6 separate regions of the Mus musculus genome follow, and regions 1, 2, 4, 5 and 6 are each linked to region 3. The links are chromatin contacts, called in public Hi-C and HiChIP or PLAC-seq maps. All regions are on one chromosome and are shown on one strand. The core of a region is the stretch at or near the end of the contact, and the rest is flanking DNA. Distances in the headings are between cores, read along the strand shown. Region 1 overlaps Enox1 (ecto-NOX disulfide-thiol exchanger 1). Region 2 has its middle 28 kb from the start of 2900040C04Rik. Region 3 holds the start of Lacc1 (laccase domain containing 1). Region 4 overlaps Epsti1 (epithelial stromal interaction 1 (breast)). Region 5 overlaps Gm36534 (a long non-coding RNA gene). Region 6 holds the start of Dnajc15 (DnaJ heat shock protein family (Hsp40) member C15).

Region 1 (3,775 bases), core at 1,159-3,658, 590 kb after region 3:
GTTTCCTGATTTTATGTACAGTTACAATTCCCACCCATAATGGACAGGCTTCTTTACAAATACAAAAACCATTTCTCCTTGAAAATTGATTTACCTTTTAAATACTTGGAGACAGATGTTATTATCTGGATCCTGTCGCTAAGGAGCCCTTTTCTAATGGAAGCCTTTCTCCTGTGCAAATGGACCCTATGTATCTGGGTTGTAAATTCCTGATCTTAGTGGAAATTTATGCCCTTACTGTTACGTGGCACCTAGCGATGCCACAGTTGGCTCCTGACTTCTTTCATAATGAGCAAACTTTCTATAATAGAGTCCTTCCCTGTGAATAAAATTGCCCTGTGCTTTTGAAATTGCCTTGTGTCCCGGAGACCCAAGCATCCCCAGGACTCCCCTATTTTGCTGCCCTTTCTTAAAACTCAGTGGAGCCCTTGTTAGGTCCTAACAACCACACCTGTGCTCTGCGTGGAGCAAGGTAGGCGCCCCCAGTGGCTCCCCATGTGTCCTTCAGCCTGGAACCCCCACATGTACTTACAAAGCACACTGGGGGCTCTGTGCCACTCTGTGTGGCTCTGGCTTCCTGCTCAATGCAGTGAGACCTTTTAAGCCTGAGGAAAGGCTTCAGCTACTGGGCAGCTGCCAGGCAAAAGAAAGGAATGGGGAAAGTTAAATGGTTGTCTGAAATGGAGAGCCAAGGATGCTTGAATTCAGACAAGGTCTCAGCCTCACTGCCTGCATACAGCCCGCAGAACCCCAATGCTTCTCAACTTCCCAGAACACCATCATCTTCATTATGGCTTACTGTGATTTGGGGGTACCTCATAGTGTTAAGCAAGGCTCAGAAGAGAACTGTCACATGAGAGAGACTTCACCCACTTCCTTAGCAGGCTCTGAGGACACTGAGGGAATATTTATGTAATAAGATGCAAAGTTGCTATGGAAAATACTATAGCAACCTAACACCTCCTGGAGCCAGGCAGGGGCTTGTAACAGCAGTCTAAATTTACATCTACTGGAGTGTCATTTTATCGACTCTTAGTATCTCCTTCTGACAGGATGTTAAAATATGTTTTCAGCTCCAGTTTGGGCAAAATTAACACAGAATGTCTTTGGAGTTTAAGGGTAGTCTTCACAACTTCTGGAAAAAACTATCAGAATAACTCTGGAAGGGGTTAGATGACAGAGTCTTGGTGAGTTTGTAGATTCCCTCAAATTAGTCACTGATCTCAGCCTTTACTCTGTAAGCAGTAAGTGGAAAAGCCTGATTGTGAAATGGGAACCAGTTCTTAGCTGTGCCAGCAAGGGCTCGCTCACCTGGGATTTTAGGAGATGCTCAAAGAAGATGCTGTCAGCACGTTAGCTCACCACCCTCACCTTAAGAGCATCTAGCAGTTTTTAAACACAAAGCTATTGTTCACTATATATTGTTCAAAAACAAAATATAGTCCTGTAAGGAAGGCAAGTGGCTAAGGATGAAAATACAGTTGTTACAGTGCTATGGAAAAAATTTCTAATTTTCTTTTGTCCTTCTATGTAGCACAACTGTATATTGTAGTTTGTAAATCCCAGTAGATTCAATTTTACATTATTTGGGTCTTTTAAAAACCTTCATATATGTTAATGACATAAAAAAATACAGAGCGCCGGGCGGTGGTGGCGCACGCCTTTAATCCCAGCACTTGGGAGGCAGAGGCAGGTGGATTTCTGAGTTCCAGGACAGCCTGGTCTACAAAGTGAGTTCCAGGACAGCCAGGGCTATACAGAGAAACCCTGTCTCAAAAAAACAAACAAACAAACAAACAAACAAAAAACCAAACCAAACAAAAAATACAGAGCAAGTATATGTTCTGCATTGGCTTATGAGCTGCTTCTCCTGAATCATTGGGAGGTGAGGCTACCGTGAGTCTTTGGTCACAGTAAACACCTGGAGGTTCTTGAGGCCTGATTCCTGGCACACCCCTCCCAAGACCATGGTTCAGACCCATTAAATGTGAATGTGGCCGAGAAGCTGTAGCTGTGTAGGCCAGTTACTAATGAAAAGTTCATATCCATTGATTTTCTTCTGTGTCTCTCCATCTAAAATCTTAAAAGGGTGGCTTCCAGGCTGTCAATAAGAGTGGGACATTGGCCAAAGGAATCAATATGACACCATATTAGAGCGTACAGTTCCTAACATTTTAGCACTGGGATGTGCTGACAGGTATCAGTGCCCTCATCCCCTTCTGCTTTGAGGTTCCATTGTTCATCTAAGTACAGTTGGTGGCATCAAGTTATTAGACCCGGACCAGACATCATCCTGACCAGGTAACCACCTACTAATGAAAAAGGGACTTGAAAGAAGTGACTATTTTCTTCCTCTTCTTCAGAAATCCCCCTTGCCATCACATACTTATCTTGTACTTCGAAGCCCTGGCAATTGATGTTTAAAGCAGCCTATTAATTGTTATTACATGAAGTGTTCCATAGCTTTGAGATGTTTCCCTTGTACATCACTGAGTAGTTCTGATACTTGGAACAGACTCATGATCAGTAGCTGTGCTGCCCCGTCTAAGGATGCAATGTGTCAAACCTACTGAGAAGTTTTTTGAGGAAGAAAACTTTTTGATTTAAACTCCAAACATTAGCAGAGAAGTAGAAAGAAACAGATCTAAGGCAACAGTTGCAAGGCAGAGTGTTAACCACAGTGCATCCAGCAGGACATTGTAAGTCCCACAGTGAGTCTTTCCTGGGTCTCCAGTGTCTGTGTCCCAAAACCCTGGATTTCCACCTGGGCTGCCTTGAGTCTGCATAGCTTAAGGCAGTTGTATACATTCCCATTGCCCAGAATTACTTTAAGAATTTTAAATATCTCATTATATTATTATATACACTATACTAGACTATTGTTTAATGCTATATCAGATCAGACTTGGGAAAAGAATCATGACTGAGAGATTTTAAATGGCACAATAGAAAGTTCTCAGAATAGTTGCCAAGTGATTAAAAACACTTACAAAATGGCATATGTGAACAACTCCAAATACATGCTTATATATGCATTATGTTCACAATTTATATGCTATGAGGAGATCTATAGGGAAATGGGTGAAAATATTTAGTATCTGTAAAAGATTACAATTTGTTTTTTTTTCTTTATAAATGATTTTTGTTCTTTCCTCTTTGTGTACTCTGAAAATGACTATGAGAGGCACGTGTGTTACATTAATAATACTGTAATGAATATTGACTTTTACATTATGAATCACAAAAAAGTTAACCAGGTATCAGGCTCAGTACTGGACCCAGCAAACTGTTTTTAAGTCCATTCTAACAAAAATAACTGTTCAGGAAGTTGTCACCATCCCTCGTCTGCTTGAGTGCTATTTCCTTGGAGAGTCTACTATCTGGGTGTAGGCAGAAAGAAGAAATGATTTGAAGAAATGCTAGGGGTGGATGAAACACACACACACACACACACACACACACACACACACACACACACACACACAGAGTCACCGCCAGTGCTCTGTCTCCTAAGTCTCTGGAGCAATAACGGGAAAAGGAAGGCTACTCTGAGCTCTGAGCATGCGCGAACCCTCAATGGCGGACCTGAGCTGCCATCCTCATCCTCTTCGGCTGCCCTTTGATTTCTCATCTTTTTTCCCCCGCCCCCAGGGCCCGGGAGAGCCCACAAGGCCATCAGTGTATTGATTCAACATCTAATTTCAGGGCTTATTGAAGTGCCTCTCCCTGTCTCCCTGCTCCCAGGGTTTTTCTTTATGAGATATGCCTCTAAATA
Region 2 (3,562 bases), core at 431-2,930, 760 kb before region 3:
TTTAGGTTCAAACACAAGGCAGTAGGTATACATACCTGCGTTCTTGTATTTAGGTTTAAACAAACACAAGGCAGTAGGTATACATACCTGGGTTCTTGTATTTAGGTTTAAACAAACACAAGGCAGTAGGTATACAAACCTATGCAGCCTCAGTTTGGGGGTGGTGCTATCTGTCACCAACCCATCATCTCTTACTTCCCATCTGTCCTCCATGGTGGTCTGACAATTTGTGACACCCCACACCCCGGCAGCAGCCAAGCCTTTGGTCACCTTGTTCTCCCTTCCTGTTTCAGCCCGTGCTAAACTCTGGTCTTGCTCTCTGACCTTGGCAACAAAATAATGTTGTATTTTCCCAAACCTCTCTCCACAGTCTCCCGCCAGTCAGAAACACCAACTATCAACTGCCTGAGACACCATTAAAAGCCACATCCCGGGTTTGGGGAGATGACTCAGTTGGTGCAACCCTTGCCATGAAACCCTGCATGGGGACCTGGGCTGGTCCTCAGCAGATGAGCATCCAGGCAAAAGGCCAGCGTGCCAGTGTGGCAGCGGGCGTGCGCCTGTCATCAGAGCAGCCTGGAGAGGGAGACCTGTCGAGAGCCCCGGGGCTTGCTGCTAGGCGGGCCGGCTCAGTTGAATTGGTGAGCTCTGGTGAGAGAGCCTGTCTCAGAAAACAAAGTGGCTAGGAACGAATACCAACTCTGAACTCTGACCGCTGCACGCATGTATGCACAGGAGCACACACATGGACGTGTACAACGCACATACACCTCGAACACACACAGATGTAATAAAAAATAAATTAGGGAGATAAAATTCATCTACTCACTGCTGCTCCTTGGACTCCTATGAAATTCCCTTCCTGGGTGTATCGATCTGCAGGGTGAGCTGGCTACATCACAGGGCCTGGTAATAAACTGTTTCTCTTCTCTTTCTTCCTTTTTTTCTTTCTTCCTTCTCTCTCTCTCTCCCTCGCTCTCTCTCTCTCTCTCCATGAACCCAAGGAAGAGGTGTGAACTCCAGCTAGTAGCAAGGTGGGAGTCTTATCTGTCCACTATACACGGTGTGTATTGCCTTCTGACCTAAAAAGAGCAGTAGCCAGTGGCCAGACAAAGAAAGAAAGATGGCGGCCTTCCTGAGCCTCAAGTCAGCTTGCTCATGAGCAAATTGCTGTCTGCTGGTTCCTGACCTCCTCTGGGCATTTTACAGGCCGATGAGCTCATGCTCATAAAGAAAGAGTGCAAGCCTTTCACTGAGGTATAATTAATAATCATCTGATAAGTGGATAACAATAATAATGGTGACGTCATCCCTTCCTCCACTTCTGCTCCTGTTGTGTAATAGTAATACCACGAGCTGATGTCCTCCTAGTACACTCAATTAGATGAGCGTCCTCCAGAGCAAGCTTACTCACAGCCAAGTGCTGTCTTGCGTGCCTCATTGCCCTCTCCAGGGTAGCCTAAGGGTACTGAACAGGGAGCAGTGTTCTGTGGGTGTCGGGCTGTGGAGTAATGAGAAAGTTCAAGCTACTCATGACTCAGGCACCAGGACACCATGGCGACCTCCCAGGTGGACAGCCGAGCCTTGGTGAGGCTCATCTTGACGGATTTATCTTATCCCTCAGGCCTCTTAAGCAGGGTGATGTGTGGATGAGTCAGGCCACTTCCTCCATGACATCATCAGAGGGATATGTGCACCCTGGTCAACATGCATCTGTCTAGTTATCCCGGCAGCCAAGGAACCACGTGCAGAACTCGGTTCTAGAGACAAGAGTCGCTTTGGCTTTTTGACAAATCGTAGTTTTACACAGAATCTCCAAGGTAGACACTAAGCTAGAAGAAGCCGTGACGGGGCACGCAAACACAGATCCAAGAGTCGCCACTGTGCCCCTACACGCTTCTCAGGGCAAATGCTGAGGGAGGCAGAACGGAATCCCAGGGAGAAAAGAAGACCTTTCATTTGTAAACGGTTTCTGCTTACAGAGCACTTTCTGCACTTGACCTCACGGCGCCTCACCACAGCTCTGTTTGGGCTCAGTTTATTATTTCTCACGTACAGACGAGGAAACCGAGAGATACTCAGTGAAATCAGAAGAAAGCCTGAAGCCGCAGCCACGCCCGCCTCGGTGACTGTAGGGCTCGCCCCACGTGACTGGGTCCACCAGCTTTGCTCTACTGGGCAGGAGATCATTCATCTTACTCATGGCTGGGCAGTTGGCCGCGGCGCAGGGATGGTGGTAGTGGAAGCTGAGTGGTCACAGCAGTGAAAGTCAGCTCTGGTCAGACGCTGCATAAAAGGGGAATCTAATAAAGGATGCTGCAGCAGCCGCCGGCCTCCCGCTTTGGGAGGGAGTGAAATCAGAGACCCTCCCCGGTTTCCCAAAGTCTGAGAAGGGCAACTTCTAGGGGCTCAGCGGACATCAGGAGCCTTTGTCCTCCAGTCAAACAAGCAGGCACATGGAGCCACAAGCCCAAAGCTCCCAGTCACAGCCTCCATAAGGCCTCCCTTCTTTTGCCTTTTCCTTCGATTCTGTTTCAGATGGACCGTTCTTTCTTTTTAAAACTTTGGATTTCCCACCTTTCCCCTACCTTCTCTTTCTTTTTAAAGCTTTACACAAGTATACGTTATGTCTCTCCTCAGATGAAAATTTCTGTCAAAAATGCAAATGAATCCAACTTTTATAAATATATTCTGAAATATTTGTGGATGGGATCACGAAATCACGGGGATTTTTCTATAAAATATGCTATAGGTTGGAGCTCCGCCCCCTTTGTCTTTTTCTAACTAAGTGAGCATGCACTTTCTGCTTTGATGCGTTGCCTACCCCAGGCCCAGAGCAATGGGGCCAATTCATCATCACAAACTGGAACTCCAAAGACTGAGCCCACATAAACCTTTTCTCTCTATAAGTTGGTTCTCTTGATCATTTTGTTATAGTAACAGAGAGATAACACAAAATAATATCAGAGGAATAAAGGAAAAAGGGAACATGTTACGGTTTCTGAGGGCTCACTTTTCATATTTCTCTCCCTGATTTTCTCTATTGCTAAAAATTTCTATTTAAAGAGGCAGAAAAATAGGAACGGAATTATGCATCTTCCGCAACCCTGTTAAAATGAATGCCTTCTTCTGTATCCATGTTTTTGGCTGTTCCCCCCAATCACCTTCTCCTCTCCATTATCTGATATACCTTTAAATAAACATTTATTTACATTTAATTTACTTATTTGTGTGTACGGGGGCAAGCATGCATACGGCCCTGTGCACATTTGTTGGTCAGAGGACAACTGTCGGGAGTTTATTTTCTCTTCCCATCATGTGGGCTCTAGGCATGGCAGCAAGAGTGTACTTGCTGAGCTGTGTTGCAAGCCTCTCACTTGATCTTTCTTCCTTCCTTTCTTCCTTCCTTCCTTTCTTCCTTTCTTCCTTTCTCCCTTTCTTTCTTCCTTTCTTCCTTTCTCCCTTTCTTTCTTCCTTTCTTTCTTTCTTTCTTTCTTTCTTTCTTTCTTTCTTTCTGTTTTTTGTTGTTGTTGGGTTTTTTTTTTTTGTTTGTTTTGGTTTG
Region 3 (3,638 bases), core at 1,079-3,578:
ATAATTGATCTTGTTTCTAACTCTGGCTGCTCTTTGTACCTCCGTGTGATGTCACACAGTACTGTGTGTTTTACCTCCCCGTGGGACTGCTGCTCTCTTCCCAGGGTACTTTCATTTCATCTGGTAGAAGTAACATACAGCTCACAATTAATCCTACTTATCCAAGGAGGATTATTTGAAAGTTTACTCTTCTATTAAAATGCCCAGAGAGTTGGGGTTTCAGCATGTCTACGTAAAAGATTTTCCAGGTCAGAAAAAAAGAACTTTTTTAGGAGTGTTGGGAGATTTGCCTTAGAGCTGAATTTGCATAGTGCAGATTTGTTTTTTAGGAACAGCTCTGATGAAGTCATCCTTTGAAGCCGCTGACCCACAGGTCCTAAACTCCCCATGTTGCGAAACATGAACAGTTCACAAGAGTCAACAGAGAGAAAAGAAAGGGAAGTGAGGAACTTCTGAAGAAAGTCTGGGTTTTCAGTGCAATACAGAGGACAGTGTGGAAGGTACCTGGGATCAGAGGAGATGTGACAATAGTTAGGTCCCCTTTCAGCGCTGGCAGGCTTCTCAAGTATGTTTCTATTTCATGCTGGATGTCTTCTAGTTCTTGAGTTGTGGTCACGTTTATTCCAGTGGATGGTTTCAAAAGGCTATCCCTCCAAGCTCCCTGTAGATCTTCAAACTCAAACTCATACACCTCGGTGAAGAGTTGACCAACGTAAGCCTTCATTAACAGTTTCCTGTGCTCGGGGACAATCACCTTAATGCAGCTCAGATTTTCTTCATCAATTTTTTGTTTAATTGTATACAAAGAGGCAGCCAGGCAGGGATGGCTAACAGTCTCGAATTTTCCCGCGAGACGTGAAAAGCCATTTCCTGCTTCCAATTCACAGAGGCCATACTCCCCATCCTTTTCCTTGCTGGCATTTCTGCAACATATTATGCAAAGGAACTTGGCCTTGGGAGCGTGGTGGTAGTGAATACCATCCAGTGTCTCCAGTAAGGTCTCATGGCAGTTTTTCTGTGCATTCAATTGTAAACCAGAGAGATCAATCAAGACTGCTTCTGCCATTCTTCAATCAGGCAGTCTTTTTTGCCCCAAAGACTTTTTATGCCATAGCAGCTGTAAAGAAAAGTGATCACAAATAACAATAAATTCGATCTTCTTATAGATACAACCGAAATTTGTGGTGAACAAAAATAAATAAATAAATATAAAAATAAAAATAGGAAGTAAATTGCATCAATACAAAAAGTAACCAAAATAAATGTAGTGTGCAGAGCAGAAAAGCCAGTGCACCATTCATCCTGACAATTAAGGGCAGAGCCATCTTTTATTTTGTGAACAGCTGGGTACATTTTTATAGAATAGAAATTATGCTTTGTTTTCCTTATAGCAGATTTTAAGTACAAAATTACTTGTTGTCTGAGATCAAGTCTTTTTAATTATAGGATGTAAATCTGTTATGTCATTATCCCCATCATGTCTATAAGATTAGATCACATCTCATGAAATACTGAGGTCTCACCTTTAGGATATTAAGTTGAGCAGTATCAGCAGCCAATCTTCTTTGGGGTTGCGGTTGGGACAGGGATTCGAGGCAGAGCTTCTCTGTCTAACAGCCCCAGCAGTCCTGGAACTAGCTATGTAGACCAGGCTGGCTTCGACCTCAGACACCTGCTTGCCTCTGCCTCTGCCTCCCAAGTGCTGGGATTAAAGGTGTATGTCACCAGAAAGAAAGAAAGAGAGAGAGAGAGAGAGAGAGAGAGAGAGAGAGAGAGAGAGAGAGAAGAGTAAAGGTGTCTGTCACCATAAGCAAGCAAACAAACAAACACACTCATTTTTTAAAGGTAAAAGCTAGCCCACAGGCTGGGCTTTCCCCCCAGGTTTACACAGTCCTCCGCACTTGGGATAATCCCAAAAGCCACTGCAACTTGGATCAGGGTCGATTTCTGACCACTTGCAGATTCTCTGAACTCCCTGTCCAGGCTGGAGCTCCCCTCTGCCGACCCTGTGACCCCCAATTCTGACACCTACCATTGCTGAGCCTTCACCCCGACGCCCACCCCAACCTCCGCCCGCCCCGTAGGGCACTGGCGCCTTCATTCATTCTTTCCGCCAGCCGTGCAGGCGACCTCGGAGGAGCCTGGACTGCACGGTGTGCGTCCGTCCGTCCCGTCGCCGCGCCGACCTCCCCTCCGCCCGGGACTCACCGCAGGGCTGCTTCCCGCGCTCTCCTCGGCGGCCGCGAGCTGGGGCGTGAGCTGCAGGCTCGGCGCTCGAACCCCAGTGGCTCCCAAAGTCACCGGCCGGCCGGTCCGCCCGCCTCACCGCGTCCCCGGGCCTCCCGGCGGCCTCGGGCTCCCGCGGGCGTGCGCCCGGGTTTGGGTGTTCCCGCCACGGCCGCGAGGTGGCGCCCTGGAGACGCAAGGCCGAGCCCCTTGCGGGGGATTCCCGCGCCGCTCAGCAGTTCCGGGTCAGCGCCCGCAGTCACCGTGGAGGCCGCCTGAGGCCCGGGCGCTGAGGCGCGGGGGCCCGGAGAGCCGCGGGCGAGCGCGTCCCGTGAGGCGCCCGGAAGGGAAGGGAAGAAGCGTCCCCTCTCCCCGCGGGCCGTGGCGACTCCAGAAGGATCTGCTGACCCAGCAGTGTGGCCAGCTTGTCACTTAGCGCCCTCCAATCCGGGCTCAAGTAAGGGGACTCTGGTGACTTTTGTGGGGGAGTGGCTTTTTTTTTTCTTTTTTCTTTTCACTTTTTGTTTAGTTTTTAAGTTTCTAGTTAGTTTTCATTTTTTCCCCCTTTCGGCTGATTCTGTACTTTCATTTGGGACCAACATCCTTGACTGTTCACTTGTGTTGGCAACGTCGATTTCTCTTACCCCCCCCCCCAAGTGTGTCCCCTCACAGGACGGAATGCATTCATTCTTACAGTAGCAATAAGATAAAAATTAAGGCTCCTTTGTCCCCCAAGGGTTTAATGTTATTTATTTAAAAACAACAATTTGAAAATCAAGTACTGTTGTAAATGGAAAAATACCCACTCTTCAAAATATATGAGAAGGTAAGAGAAAGCGCATTTTCTGAGGACTGGCAATGGAGGAAGGAGAGGGCCTTCATTTTCCTTGGTCTTCCTCCAAGTGCTCAAGTGTTTCCTGAATGAGAAGACTCTAGGGGATCCGGGAGTCTAGAAGTCTTGTTAAGTGTGCACCCATCTCAACTTGACTAGCGGCCAAGGTAACCAGCCCACATAGAACCTACTCCAGGCCGTGTGATCACTTTCAGAGGGCACACATTGAATGCTCGCTGGACACTTCCAGGAACCCTGAGGGATAGATAACACAGATCTGATCAGACATGCATGCCTTGGCATAAACTTGCTGTCTGTTAAGGAAAATGGATTTTTTTTTTTAAAAGCAAGTTTAGAAGCTTTTTTTCTTGTTTTCATGTCCAAGGATGAGAGCTCAGGATTCATTCATGCAACAGCACTGGCAGTAACAAAACTTTCAAAATAGCTAAGTTGTTAGGGAAGTTGTGATAATGTATTTACATACCATTTCCTTCAGCATCTGGTCTGTCTGGGCTGCATTTCTTAACACTCTCTCCCCTTTCCCAGGCTACTACAGAGCCTCTCAATCCTGGTTGCACAT
Region 4 (3,758 bases), core at 1,153-3,652, 940 kb after region 3:
GTAGGTCGGTGTGAAGTAGACAAACTATATGGCACATGAACGAAATACAGATAGTCTGGGCTCACGATGGGGCTACACCCAGATTAAACCCATTGTAATTTGAAAAATATTACAAATCAGAGTGTATTTAATGTGTGTGACCCAGTGAGCATCCTAGCTTAGCAAAATCACAGTGTGAGTTGTTTATCTTCCTGACTGTGTGGCGGATGGGATCTGTGGCTCGCTTCCACTGCCGAGCACCCAGAGGTAATGTGTTACTACATATCACTAGCCAGGGAGAGGATCAGAACTCAATTCTACTGCATGCACATTACTTCTGTACAACCATAAAGTCTGGAGATGAAAACCATCACAAGTGAACTGTAAGTCAGGGACCATGACTGCTTGGAATCTCATACATTTCACAATAGAAGACCCTGGCTACCAGGCCAGGGCTCTGCCAGTGATTCAGAAAGACAGCAAGGCACCCCGTTGAAGGAGCTGGCTCTTCTGAGGCTCCTTGTGCTCCAGAGCAGACTTTCCATTTCCCCTTCTCGGGAGTAGAACTGTGTTTTGGGTACAGATAAAGGCTTAGAAAGAAGTCCATCTTTGGAATTACAATTGTATCAATCGCCAGTTGACAGAGTTTAATAGGATACCACCAATGAGCAGCGGCCATAACGGTGATTCTCAAGTCAGTGCCCTTACCGCTTGTCTGTGAGAGGGACCCATCAGTCGGTTGGAATAATCTCGAAAACATCGTCAACTTTCCACCAGAAGGGATGAATTATGTTGGTTATCTCCAAGGGAAAAAACAATTTTTTTTACAGCTTAATTAAACAAACATTTAAATCATCCTTTAAAATGCGCTGGATGATTGTGCTTACACTAGCCTTCTTTTTATAGATCCCAGGGGGGGTGTCTTCAGATGGTGTGCATAAATCACTCAGTGAGCAAGTGTGGATGGAAAGCTTAGTGTACGCTCCACACTGTGAGGCTGAGTCATTAGCAGCAGTCCCTGGATAGGAAGATGAATACACTGAGGGTGATGCTTCTCCACTTACACCTTCACAGGCCGGCAGCCAAGCACACAGGGATTCTCCGCAGAAGGAAGACAACCCCAGGCTGCAAAAGACGAGGGATGGACATCAGAAGGTATTCATGAGGCCTTCCTCGTTATGGCAGGTCACTTCCAGTGCCATGTGCTTTTGAAGAAATGTTTGGATTCTTTAAGATAAAAATTGGGGAAAAAAAAACAAAAAACAAAACTGACAGCACTTTACAAACAAAGGATGAATTCTGGGTTTGCTCTGTGGAGATGGCGCCTTCCAGCCACAGCGTTTATGTATGTAGTCCAACAGTGGCTCACAGTTGGTGATGGCAGTTCACAAAGAAGACGATTAACACACACAGGAACACAAAACACAACCAACCCCACTAGTGACCAAGGATCTATGACGTTACAGACGGCATCCAGGGAAGATTCCAATGCTTTGAATGAAGCAGGAGTTATGAAACTAGTCTGAAAGTCTATACATACACATGAAGCATTCCGTACACTTTGAGCAACTGAAACCAGTGGGGTGCGTGCACGTGTGTGTGTGTGTGTGTGTGTGTGTGTGTGTGTGTGTGTGTGTGTGGAACCTCCTGACTTCCTAATGGTGGAATTTCACAATTTAAAATTTGTAGTCTGGCAACTAAAACCATTCGAGGTTGTGATCTGATGGTCAAACCTGCTTTTGATAAGCAGGCACAGACAGTGGAGCACAGAGGCAGTTAAAAGGAGACAGCGAAGCAAAGTGGTGTGCTTTCAGTTGTATAGACATTGAGGACAGTGTAGCACTCAGGGCTGTAGGGAACCAGGTGCATAGCTGTGAGACCTGTGGTATGGTCCCTCTCTATGTGCTGGCTACCTACTCTTCTTCTACCTCCTCAGCTCGTCTCCAGGATTTCAGTGCATTTTACAGAGGCCACGTGCCAGGAAACGGACAGACCATGCCAGGCCAAGGGTTTAATCCTAACTCCTCACAGTATGCTGGTGATTCCCACTTCCCCTTGACTGTGACTGATGTTCGCCATGAACAACAGGCCGTAGATTTGCTCAGGGATGCTAAGGCAGAGTTTGTCGCTCAGTGCAAATTGTTTATTGCTTTGAAAGAGTCTGTTCTTCTCATTAGTTATCTTTCAGGTAAATTTCCTTTTTCTCTTTCTGCATTTTATCTAATACTTCCCACATCCCATTGTTCTTGGTGTTTGTGTGGCACTTCCTCTGTCTGTTGACTGGGTTTTTAACCACTCTGTGTCGCTGATTTAAAATATATCTGTAGTGATAAAAGTGGCCGGCTTTCCTCTTACCCTGTTCCATGGTCTCTTTTCATTTGTGGATTGGTACGTTCTCATTTCCTGTGGTTGGCAGTTCATTTGCACATATTTGTACTCTCACCACGTAACTGACATTCCATTCACAGTATTCTCTTTATTTTTATGATCTCTGGCTGCATTTCCTCTGTTGTGGTTATTAATCATTTCCTTCCCCTCCCCTCCTGAATTATGAGAAGATTTACGGCGCTTCTATTTCTGTTTTTAATCTTCTGTGCCGCCTTTGCTTGTCTCTTCAGATATGAGGATGCATGCATCTCTCTGACTTTCTATCCGAGTTTATCCCCCTGTTCCATCGAGATTCACCATTCCCGGGACATCTATCAAACAGATTCCAGATGCGCAGGGTCATGTCTCCATACATCTTCATTGTTTCCTTTGCATCCTCCCTTTGCATCTCGTTCTGAAGAAGGTCCTTGATCGTCCCGCCGACTACATTCCCTCAGCACTATCCACTGTGCTTATCCGACTCATGGATTGAATCCATTCGCTAACCAAAACTGCCCATTTGCCTTATCTGAGCAACGGTTTGCTTTCTGGGTCTAACATTCTCGTCTCTGTAATGATGGTGGTTACACAGTTATTAATGATTTCTATTTATCATACCAACTCCATTTCCCCTGATCTGATCTCCAATGCATTTGCTTCTTAATATGGTGATTCTTGCTTATGTTTGTCCGGACATGCCGACACCCAAGATAAGCAGCCACTGTCATTATGTGGGGTGGGTGTCTTGTTCCGTGGTCACAGGCACAGGCATGCTGTCCTGTTTTCTCTGAGCTCATTTTCTCCTCTGTTCAGTGCTGTTGCCTGAGGAAAGATCCTGCACTACAATGCTCTGGCTCTTGTCTTCCAGCTGATGCCCTCAGCGGAGACTGCGGTATCCTGGTATCCCCGTATGAAGCTCCCTCTGAGGCGTGGTTAACCCAGCTCTAAGCGAATCCTGCTCATTGGGACCCCCATGTAACAGACACCATTCTCTTCACCTTTTTGGCCTTTCCTAAAGTCCCTCATAGGTTGATTGTACTTCCTGAGTTTTCCATGGGTTATTAGTTTAGTTTAAAAAGTGGAAAGGTAACAAAGAAACCCAGAAAACATTTAAACAGTTAGGAGACAAAATGGTTTATGGAGGCCATTTAAAAAAATAGTACTGCACTGGCATCTTATGGGAAATGCATGCAGAGCTGTGCACAGAGAAAGGAAATTATAACTTTTAAATCCATTTAATACGAAAGAAAAAAAAATACATGAATTCTGTACCAAGGAATTTACAGCAGCAACAATGAGTGAAACTAAAGGAAGTAATTAAGATAAAAACAGAAATTAATAACTTAATAATTAGAAAGTTTGCGAAGCTGCTGTTCTGATACTTCAGTCGCATATTCTGAGATAAAGTCAAG
Region 5 (3,354 bases), core at 766-3,265, 860 kb before region 3:
CGAGCTGAAGGGGATCTCTTACCTTGGCCAGGCCTGTTTTGAGGTGGGTCTGAGAGCACTAAGGTGGCTTTGGAGGGAGGAGATGAGTAGACTAGTCCCTGTTGAGACTTTCAAGTTTATATCTGACCCTCAAGGGAATTCTGATCATAGCTTCCAGATAGTTCTCCCAGGGCCACTACCGAATGAGAGCAACTCCATGGAAAAACTAAGGGCTAGACGGATCCTTTCCGGCCTCAGCCGCACAGAGACAGCTTTCCTCTGGCTTAAATGGACTTTCTTTGTAAAACGGGAGAGTCTGAGTTTTGGGTTTTAAGCTGATTTGCGTAGTGAAGCTTCCGGTGAAGCCCTAACCTGTCCCGTGGCCTCCTTGAATCCCAATCAAAGAGCAATGGGGACGGGGTGGTGGGGAAGCAGTGAAGGAAGCAGCGGGGTGCCGGGGCAAGACTAGAGACCGACCTTAAATGAACATGGGCAAGAGATGAAGGATGGGCACAGTGGGTCGTGAAGGACCCAAGAAGCAGGAATCTATGTCAGTGTCAGGAACCGCTCAAGTCCAGAATGCGCAAAGCCTTGAGAAACAGCAGCTGAGGGGAGATTAAAGTCGCAGAGTCTGAGAAACATCTTCAAGGAAAAGGTCCTGTGCATCCACGCAATGGCCCTGGGAGTGCGGATGGGAGTCATCACCCTCTGAGCTTGTAGGGACTTCCCAGTGGCAAAGCTGGGATTGGAGGTCATCTCCGTCCACATGTTAGGCTCTCCCTACCGCCGTGCATTATGTTCCATGTTCCATAGCTCAAAGGCTCTTTTTGAGTCTGGGTGAGAAGCAGGAGATGGAGGACCTGCCCTGGGAGGAGTGGGATGTTCCTATCTTTTCCTTCAGTGTTCACCAGGAAGCAAAACTATCCTCAAAGCACAGAACAAATGTCTCTGGGGGTGTGTCTTTAAAAAATTATTTTTTTTTTAGATTTTATTTATTTTTATTTTATGTGTATGAGTATTTGCCTGCATGTTATCTGTGTACCATGTGCATGCAGTACCCATGGAGGCCTCAAGGGGGCATACGATCTCCTGGCATTAGACAGTTGTGAGCTGTCATATGGGTGCTGGGAATCAAACCTGGATTCTCTAGAAGAGAGGCCAGTGCTCTTAACCACAGAGCCATCTTTCCAGCCCCACACCCCCATCCCCCACCCCCTTACCCCTCCTCGGCAAGTCTTTTGAGCACTCTGAGACATCCAAGGCTTGGCATAGATGTCTATTTCTTCCCCTACGACTTCCACAGCTCCATCAATCCAGAAATTACTGGCTTGGTGTCTCTGTTACTCACTAGTCTTAAGTTTCTTGGATGGAGGAGCCATGGTTCCTACTTCACGGAAACCCCACCCGCAGCACAGGCTGAATAGGAGTGTGCCAGCAATCATCGCTGTGAATCGGAAGCGATGCCACAAGAGACAGTGAAGTTATCCTGACTTAGCACACAAAGACAGAAGGTAGATTCTAGACTCCACGTGCCCTCTGGCTGACACTAGTCCCGGAGGTATTTGTGGTTATTTCAGAGGTTATCCTGAAGTCCAGAGGTGCACAGTGAACCCCACAACCCATGGCAGAAACTGTTGGATTTTCTAGGCCATGCTGAAAGCCCAGAAGAAGCTGACAGGAGACGATGCGCCTTTCCAATCCCCAGGCCTGCTTCTTGGGTAAGTTGTCACATTAAACATATGGGCATCTTACGAACAGTTTTACACTGCGGGTGATCTGGGGGAGAATATACCCTAGCAATGGAGAAACACACATTCAACTCTGTGCAGTTCAGTATGGTGGCCAGTCAGGACTCACTGTTGTGTTTGCCTGAGTACTGTCGGGAGAGTATTGGTTGAGGACTCTAAGATGATGTGGGGATGTGGGCATGAACCTCGATTTCCGGAAGGTTCTTCAGTTCCTCTCTTCTGGTTGGGAAGTCCCAGGCAGCCTTCTCATTTCTGTATGGAAAGAGCAGAAGTGAAAACTCTCTCATGCTCTTTCCTTATCGTTGCTTCACTGACGTCTTGTGTTGCCTATTTGTCCCTCAGTACTACTCAGGACAATGACATCTGCTCACTGACCCAGGCCATCACCCCTAGGACTGGCCTTGTGTTACTGGAGCCTCCGTACAGAACAGTGAGTGTCTCTGGAGAGAGTGTCCCTGGCTGTGGAGGACTATGTTTTCATGTGTGTGTGTGTGTGTGTGTGGTGTGTGTGTGTGTGTGTGTGTGTGTGAATACACATTTATGTGTGTGTTTGTGGAGGTCAGAAATTAAAATTGGTGTCTTCTTCAATTACTCATCTATTTATTCATTTATTTAGTGTGTGTGTATGTTTACACACATTTGTATACATATGCATGTGCATACATATGGGGGCCAGAGGTTGACATCAGCTGTTTTTCAGGATTGCTCTCCACACTAGACATTGAGGCAAGCTTTCTCACTTGAAGCCAGAGACTGCTGATTCAGCAAGCTCCATCAGCTATTTGTCTGGCAATCCTTGGTCTCTGCCGTGGAGTGCTGGGATTCCGTGGAGTGAAGGGCTGCTCTACCTGCCCAGGGTTTACACAGGTTCTAAGAGTCTGAGTCCTGGTCTTTTCTATTGTGCAGCAAGTGCACGGTAGCCAGCTTATTTTTCGACCTAAAGTCTTCCCCTAAACCAGGAACTCATTGATCCGTCTAGACTTGTTAGCCAGCAAGCCCCAGTGGTCATTCTGCTTCCCCAGTGCTGGGGAGCATAGATGTGCATCACTGATCCAGTCTTCTACATGGGTTCTGGGAAGCAAACGCAGGCCCTCACACTTGTGTGGCAGCTACTCTTCCATTGGAGCCATCTCCCCAGTCCCGAGGATTGTATTCTCTCATACCATTCAAGCAGGTCAGGAAGCAGGAATGGATGCAGAGGCCATGGAGGGATGTTACTTACTGGCTTGCTTCCCCCTGGCTTGCTCAGCTTGCTCTCCTATAGAACCCAAAACTACCAGCCCAGGGATAGCACCACCCACAATATGCCCTCTGCCCTTGATCACCAACTGAGAAAATGCCCCACAGCTGGATCTCATGGAGGCATTTCCCCAACTGAAGCTCCTTTCTCTGTGATAACTCCAGCCTGTGTCAAGTTGACACACAAAACCAACCAGTACAAGTAGGATCTCCGAGTCCTTCTCTGTCAGCGTCCCGTGTAATCCCCATGCCTTGGAGAGCTTGAGCAGGCTCTGAGCATCTGTTGCTTGAGCATGGTGACTGCTACCTTACTTTTTTGACTGCTTTGGCTCAGGCTACTCAGGGACATGAAAAGCATCGATTTACAACAAATGGGGACCAGTTGCGG
Region 6 (3,330 bases), core at 483-2,982, 840 kb after region 3:
AAGATGACCTCGAACTCACAGAGAGCCTCTCAAGGGCTGAGGGCTTACACCATCTGCTCACTGTCTAATTCTTTTCTCTTTCTTTCCTTCCCCCTCCCCCTTTTTTTTTTCTTCTTCTGAGACAGGGTTTCTCTGTGTAGTCTTGGCTGTCCTGGAATTGGCTCTGTCAACCAGGCTGATCCTTCTCAAGGCCAAGTTTTCCTTTCCTAACACCCTTTTGTCAGTTTCCCATTATTTTCAGTTACCTAAAGTCATTACTAATAATCTTGTCGTCTACCTCACTGTTTGATTTAGACCAGGTATTCTCAACACAGTCAACATCGATCCCTCAGGGACAATCTGAAAACGCTGTGAAGCCCTTTTGAGCTTCCACAGTAGTTTGCCTAAGAGGAAGAGTACTTTGTGGATGGTCGACTCCCGATTTCAAAAGTCCTATCATGTGCAAGGCTGGCCAACCAGGAATAAAAAACCATCCCTAACTCTCCAAGTGTTACAAGATGCCAGTGACATTAAATGGTGAATAACCAGTTTCTGGCCATCTTTGTTTTGTTAAGAACTTTCAACCATTTATACTTCTACTCTGTTTTAGTACAGGCTTAATTTTCCATAAGTGAACTTACCCTACAAAGTGAGGAGACATTTCTAACAATTTACCTCAGAGTGTTTGCTTTTTTGGGAAAAAAAAAATTTTTTTAAATAACAACAGGATGCCAATATCTGATAGGCCAGGAAGTAAGAAGGCTGAAGCAGGAGAATCGTAAGCTCCAGGCCAGCGTAGGAAATACAGTGAGTCCTTTTAAAAAATAAAATCCTGCCGGCTTGGCATTTGTAGCTGTCCCATGTACAACTGCTGCAATGCGAGGGCAATATGATCACTTCATTGCAGCCTGTAATATAATAAATAACGTGAAGGCATTTACAAATTCAAACAGCTACTTATTACTAAGAAGATATTTACTTCACCGTTACGTTTCAATTTGACTATTATATTGATTTTTAGAAACTTTAATTTCATGTCAGGATATCACAAGAAAGTTGGTTTTTTTTTTTGTTTTGTTTTGTTTTTGTTTTTGTTTCTGTTATAGAAAGGACAGTGGCGTGAACTGGTGAAGACTCCCACAATTTAGCATTCCTGAGGCTGGCTGTTAAAGAGACCTCCTAAGTTATGTCCTGAATTCTAGACTCTCCTACAGATGTGAACGAGCGGGGTGACTCGGTCAGTGGAGGTGATGGCTGACTTGAGTTCGATCTTCAGGAACCACAAGGTGGAAGGAAAGAAGCCGCCTCAATAAATCGCAAGCATTTTCTGCCCGGATCTAGGCTGAGTTGCTCCAGACTTGGGGGTGCTAGAGGTCCCAACTGTTCTCACGCAGCTTCGCGCCCTGGTTCTTAACTACTTTTCCCCAAGGGAGGCTCCTGGCTCCACCGGGCCCCCTCTGCCCAGGGGGAACCCATGGGTCTCTTCACTGGATAACCGTGGGCCTGTTCTGTGGTCCGTGACACTTTGAGGAGACAGCCAGGTACCACGCCGGGCACAGGCAGCCGGGCAAGGGGGTGGGAGTGGGAGGTCTTGGGGTTTAGGGGTGCAGGTCAGTGGCGGCCGGCAGACTCACCGCTGTGTGGTCGATGTCGGCGTCCGACCTTTGGGCAGAAGGAGGCAGGTATTCGGCGTAGCGCAGCCCCTCTCTGGAGGTCACGCCGCCACCGGTAGCCATGGCACTGCAGGACTCCGAGGACGCACTGAGTTGTCTACGGGGCGTCCGCGGGGACAAATTAGTGCGGACCGGTTAAGTTCGCGCTCTGAGTAGGTGTTCAGTTTTATTAGTGGAGACCTGGCTGCAGAGAATCTGGTTCTCATTCCATCTCCGATAAACTGACCCTGTCAAAGCCCGGGGTCAGACCCTTACAGAGCCTTGTTTGTTTGTTTGTGCCACCCTCCACTATAACAACCAAGCCTGAAGAGGCGGGGCCTTCTTAGGTCTACCTTGAGTTTCCTCTAAAACCAGGCAGGGAGAGATTCCAAAGTACCGCGATGGTGCCTGGGAATAGAAACAAGGCCAGGGAGGGCTTCCTTGCTTGACCTTCCCAACTAGAAATGAATGTGATTTCACATGTTAGTGAAATCACTGGGAAGATACTGATGATCCACTAACTTGCGCTCACAGCAAATGATTTTGACTAATTTGAATACATAAAGACTTAACTTCATTATTAATGTTTAGGTCAAGCTTTCTCGAACAGATATTAGGCAATAACTGAAGCTAATACGCTTTCTAACCCCTGTACCAAGTTGGCTGCTGTTTTACCCTTTATACACTTTGCAATCCAGCCTACAAGAAGGTTTTTTTTTGTTTTGGGGTTTGGTTTTTTTGTTTTGTTTTGTTTTTTTACATTAAAAGTTGTAAGAACCTAGCTGGGCGTGATGGCGCACGCCTTTAATCCCAGCACCCAGGAGGCAGAGGCAGGCAGATTTCTGAGTTCGAGGCCAGCCTGGTCTACAAAGTGAGTTCCAGGACAGCCAGAGCTATACAGAGAAACCCTATCTTGAAAAACAAAACAAAACAAACCATACAAACAAACAAACAAAAAACCAGTTGTAAGAACCTATTAATTTATCCATATATTATTATTCTCATGCTTAGGGCCTGAAGGAATTTAGAATCAGGAAGGAAAGATTACATTAAACACCATGCTAGTACCATATACTAAAAGCACGAGCAAGCATGCTAGATTAGCTACAAATGAAAGCAAAATCAGTGTCAGAGTTCACAGAGAGAAACGAGAACAGCCACAAAGGCTTCCTTGGAGGCTCAGCCACTGATGTGGTCAGTAGGGAGCATGGGGTTTGTTTTAGTTAGAAGAAGAAAGGGGTCACAAATTCCACATGGAAATAAACACCAAGAATTGAGCCGGTGATATGTAATAATGTGTTAAAAATACTTCAGAACTCTTCAGAAACACGGCTTTATTACATAAATTACTTTATTAAGCCAATCCACAATTATTCGTGATCAAACCAAATGAATTGGATTGAAGCCTACATATCATGCATTCATCATCCATGTGTTCAGTGTATTCAATTTATTGAGCATATGTCAGGTCTTGGGTACAGTGCTGGGGGACTGTGCCTTTAGCATCAAGTAAACAAATAAGGTCTCCGAGTCCTTGGAGTTACAGTCTAAGGGAGGCTAATGATGTATCCTAGCAGCTGGACCCTAACAGTCATAGGCTGCTAGCCTGGAGCAAACAAGCAATTAGAGCAAGACAGGAGTGAGCCAGCTCTTTTTAGAACAGTGCACCTGCTCAAGAGCTGGGAAAAAGCTTCCAAAG

What was found. Hi-C and Micro-C count contacts between places; a contact is called where the count stands out from the background. HiChIP or PLAC-seq counts read pairs in DNA pulled down with a chosen protein or histone mark.
Region 1: a contact with region 3 is called in a Hi-C map of the N1E-115 cell line, with 7 times the contacts expected there. The contact joins the enhancer-like site here to the promoter of Lacc1 in region 3. A contact is called at or near these places in 4 of 39 promoter capture datasets (the 3T3-L1 cell line, embryonic stem cells and hippocampal neurons), 1 of 484 Hi-C or Micro-C datasets (the N1E-115 cell line), 1 of 115 datasets of contacts at active chromatin or transcription factors (embryonic stem cells) and 1 of 9 other capture datasets (embryonic stem cells).
Region 2: a contact with region 3 is called in an H3K27ac HiChIP or PLAC-seq map of extraembryonic endoderm stem cells, with 3 times the contacts expected there. The contact joins the enhancer-like site here to the promoter of Lacc1 in region 3. A contact is called at or near these places in 8 of 39 promoter capture datasets (the 3T3-L1 cell line, the C10 cell line, embryonic stem cells and 3 more), 3 of 115 datasets of contacts at active chromatin or transcription factors (embryonic stem cells, extraembryonic endoderm stem cells and large pre-B cells) and 3 of 9 other capture datasets (adipose tissue, embryonic stem cells and liver).
Region 4: a contact with region 3 is called in an H3K4me3 HiChIP or PLAC-seq map of bone marrow-derived macrophages, with 4 times the contacts expected there. The contact joins the enhancer-like site here to the promoter of Lacc1 in region 3. A contact is called at or near these places in 7 of 39 promoter capture datasets (the 3T3-L1 cell line, the C10 cell line, embryonic stem cells and 3 more) and 4 of 115 datasets of contacts at active chromatin or transcription factors (acute myeloid leukemia, bone marrow-derived dendritic cells, bone marrow-derived macrophages and 1 more).
Region 5: a contact with region 3 is called in an H3K27ac HiChIP or PLAC-seq map of microglia, with 6 times the contacts expected there. The contact joins the enhancer-like site here to the promoter of Lacc1 in region 3. A contact is called at or near these places in 6 of 39 promoter capture datasets (the C10 cell line, embryonic stem cells, hematopoietic stem and progenitor cells and 1 more), 1 of 484 Hi-C or Micro-C datasets (bone marrow-derived macrophages), 5 of 115 datasets of contacts at active chromatin or transcription factors (craniofacial prominence, embryonic limb bud, embryonic stem cells and 2 more) and 3 of 9 other capture datasets (embryonic stem cells, liver and pancreatic islet).
Region 6: a contact with region 3 is called in an H3K27ac HiChIP or PLAC-seq map of bone marrow-derived dendritic cells, with 11 times the contacts expected there. The contact joins the promoter of Dnajc15 here to the promoter of Lacc1 in region 3. A contact is called at or near these places in 13 of 39 promoter capture datasets (3T3-L1-derived adipocytes, the HPC-7 cell line, cranial neural crest and 7 more), 2 of 484 Hi-C or Micro-C datasets (bone marrow-derived macrophages and pre-B cells), 10 of 115 datasets of contacts at active chromatin or transcription factors (the NIH/3T3 cell line, acute myeloid leukemia, bone marrow-derived dendritic cells and 7 more) and 4 of 9 other capture datasets (adipose tissue, embryonic stem cells, liver and 1 more).

The regions. Positions count from the first base shown.
Region 1 is chr14:77,621,108-77,624,882 of GRCm38.p6, forward strand. All of the region lies in intron 13 of Enox1 (ecto-NOX disulfide-thiol exchanger 1), which reads left to right. Among named protein-coding and RNA genes, the nearest start is that of Gm52115, 26 kb to the left of the region's middle. Within about 2 kb of position 2,409, at least 8 of the 459 cell types and tissues checked have an H3K27ac peak or open chromatin away from gene starts, as enhancers often do. A contact at or near this core is called in the N1E-115 cell line, where this site is marked.
Region 2 is chr14:76,277,586-76,281,147 of GRCm38.p6, forward strand. No RefSeq gene overlaps it. Among named protein-coding and RNA genes, the nearest start is that of 2900040C04Rik, 28 kb to the left of the region's middle. Within about 2 kb of position 1,681, at least 36 of the 459 cell types and tissues checked have an H3K27ac peak or open chromatin away from gene starts, as enhancers often do. A contact at or near this core is called in adipose tissue and extraembryonic endoderm stem cells, where this site is marked.
Region 3 is chr14:77,034,289-77,037,926 of GRCm38.p6, forward strand. It overlaps Lacc1 (laccase domain containing 1), which reads right to left and starts at 2,329. Exons shown (of 8, transcript NM_172488.2): 1 at 2,209-2,329; 2 at 1,524-1,702; 3 at 505-1,117. The coding sequence starts at 1,066. Ccdc122 (coiled-coil domain containing 122) reads left to right here and starts at 2,484. Exons shown (of 6, transcript NM_175369.4): 1 at 2,484-2,683.
Region 4 is chr14:77,973,464-77,977,221 of GRCm38.p6, forward strand. Epsti1 (epithelial stromal interaction 1 (breast)) reads left to right here. Exons shown (of 12, transcript NM_029495.2): 9 at 1,054-1,134. Among named protein-coding and RNA genes, the nearest start is that of Epsti1, 71 kb to the left of the region's middle. Within about 2 kb of position 2,403, at least 17 of the 459 cell types and tissues checked have an H3K27ac peak or open chromatin away from gene starts, as enhancers often do. A contact at or near this core is called in bone marrow-derived macrophages, where this site is marked.
Region 5 is chr14:76,177,591-76,180,944 of GRCm38.p6, forward strand. Gm36534 (a long non-coding RNA gene) reads left to right here. Exons shown (of 3, transcript XR_874833.2): 2 at 1,627-1,697. Among named protein-coding and RNA genes, the nearest start is that of Gm36534, 15 kb to the left of the region's middle. Within about 2 kb of position 2,016, at least 31 of the 459 cell types and tissues checked have an H3K27ac peak or open chromatin away from gene starts, as enhancers often do. A contact at or near this core is called in bone marrow-derived macrophages and microglia, where this site is marked.
Region 6 is chr14:77,873,185-77,876,514 of GRCm38.p6, forward strand. Dnajc15 (DnaJ heat shock protein family (Hsp40) member C15) reads right to left here and starts at 1,733. Exons shown (of 6, transcript NM_025384.3): 1 at 1,614-1,733. The coding sequence starts at 1,715.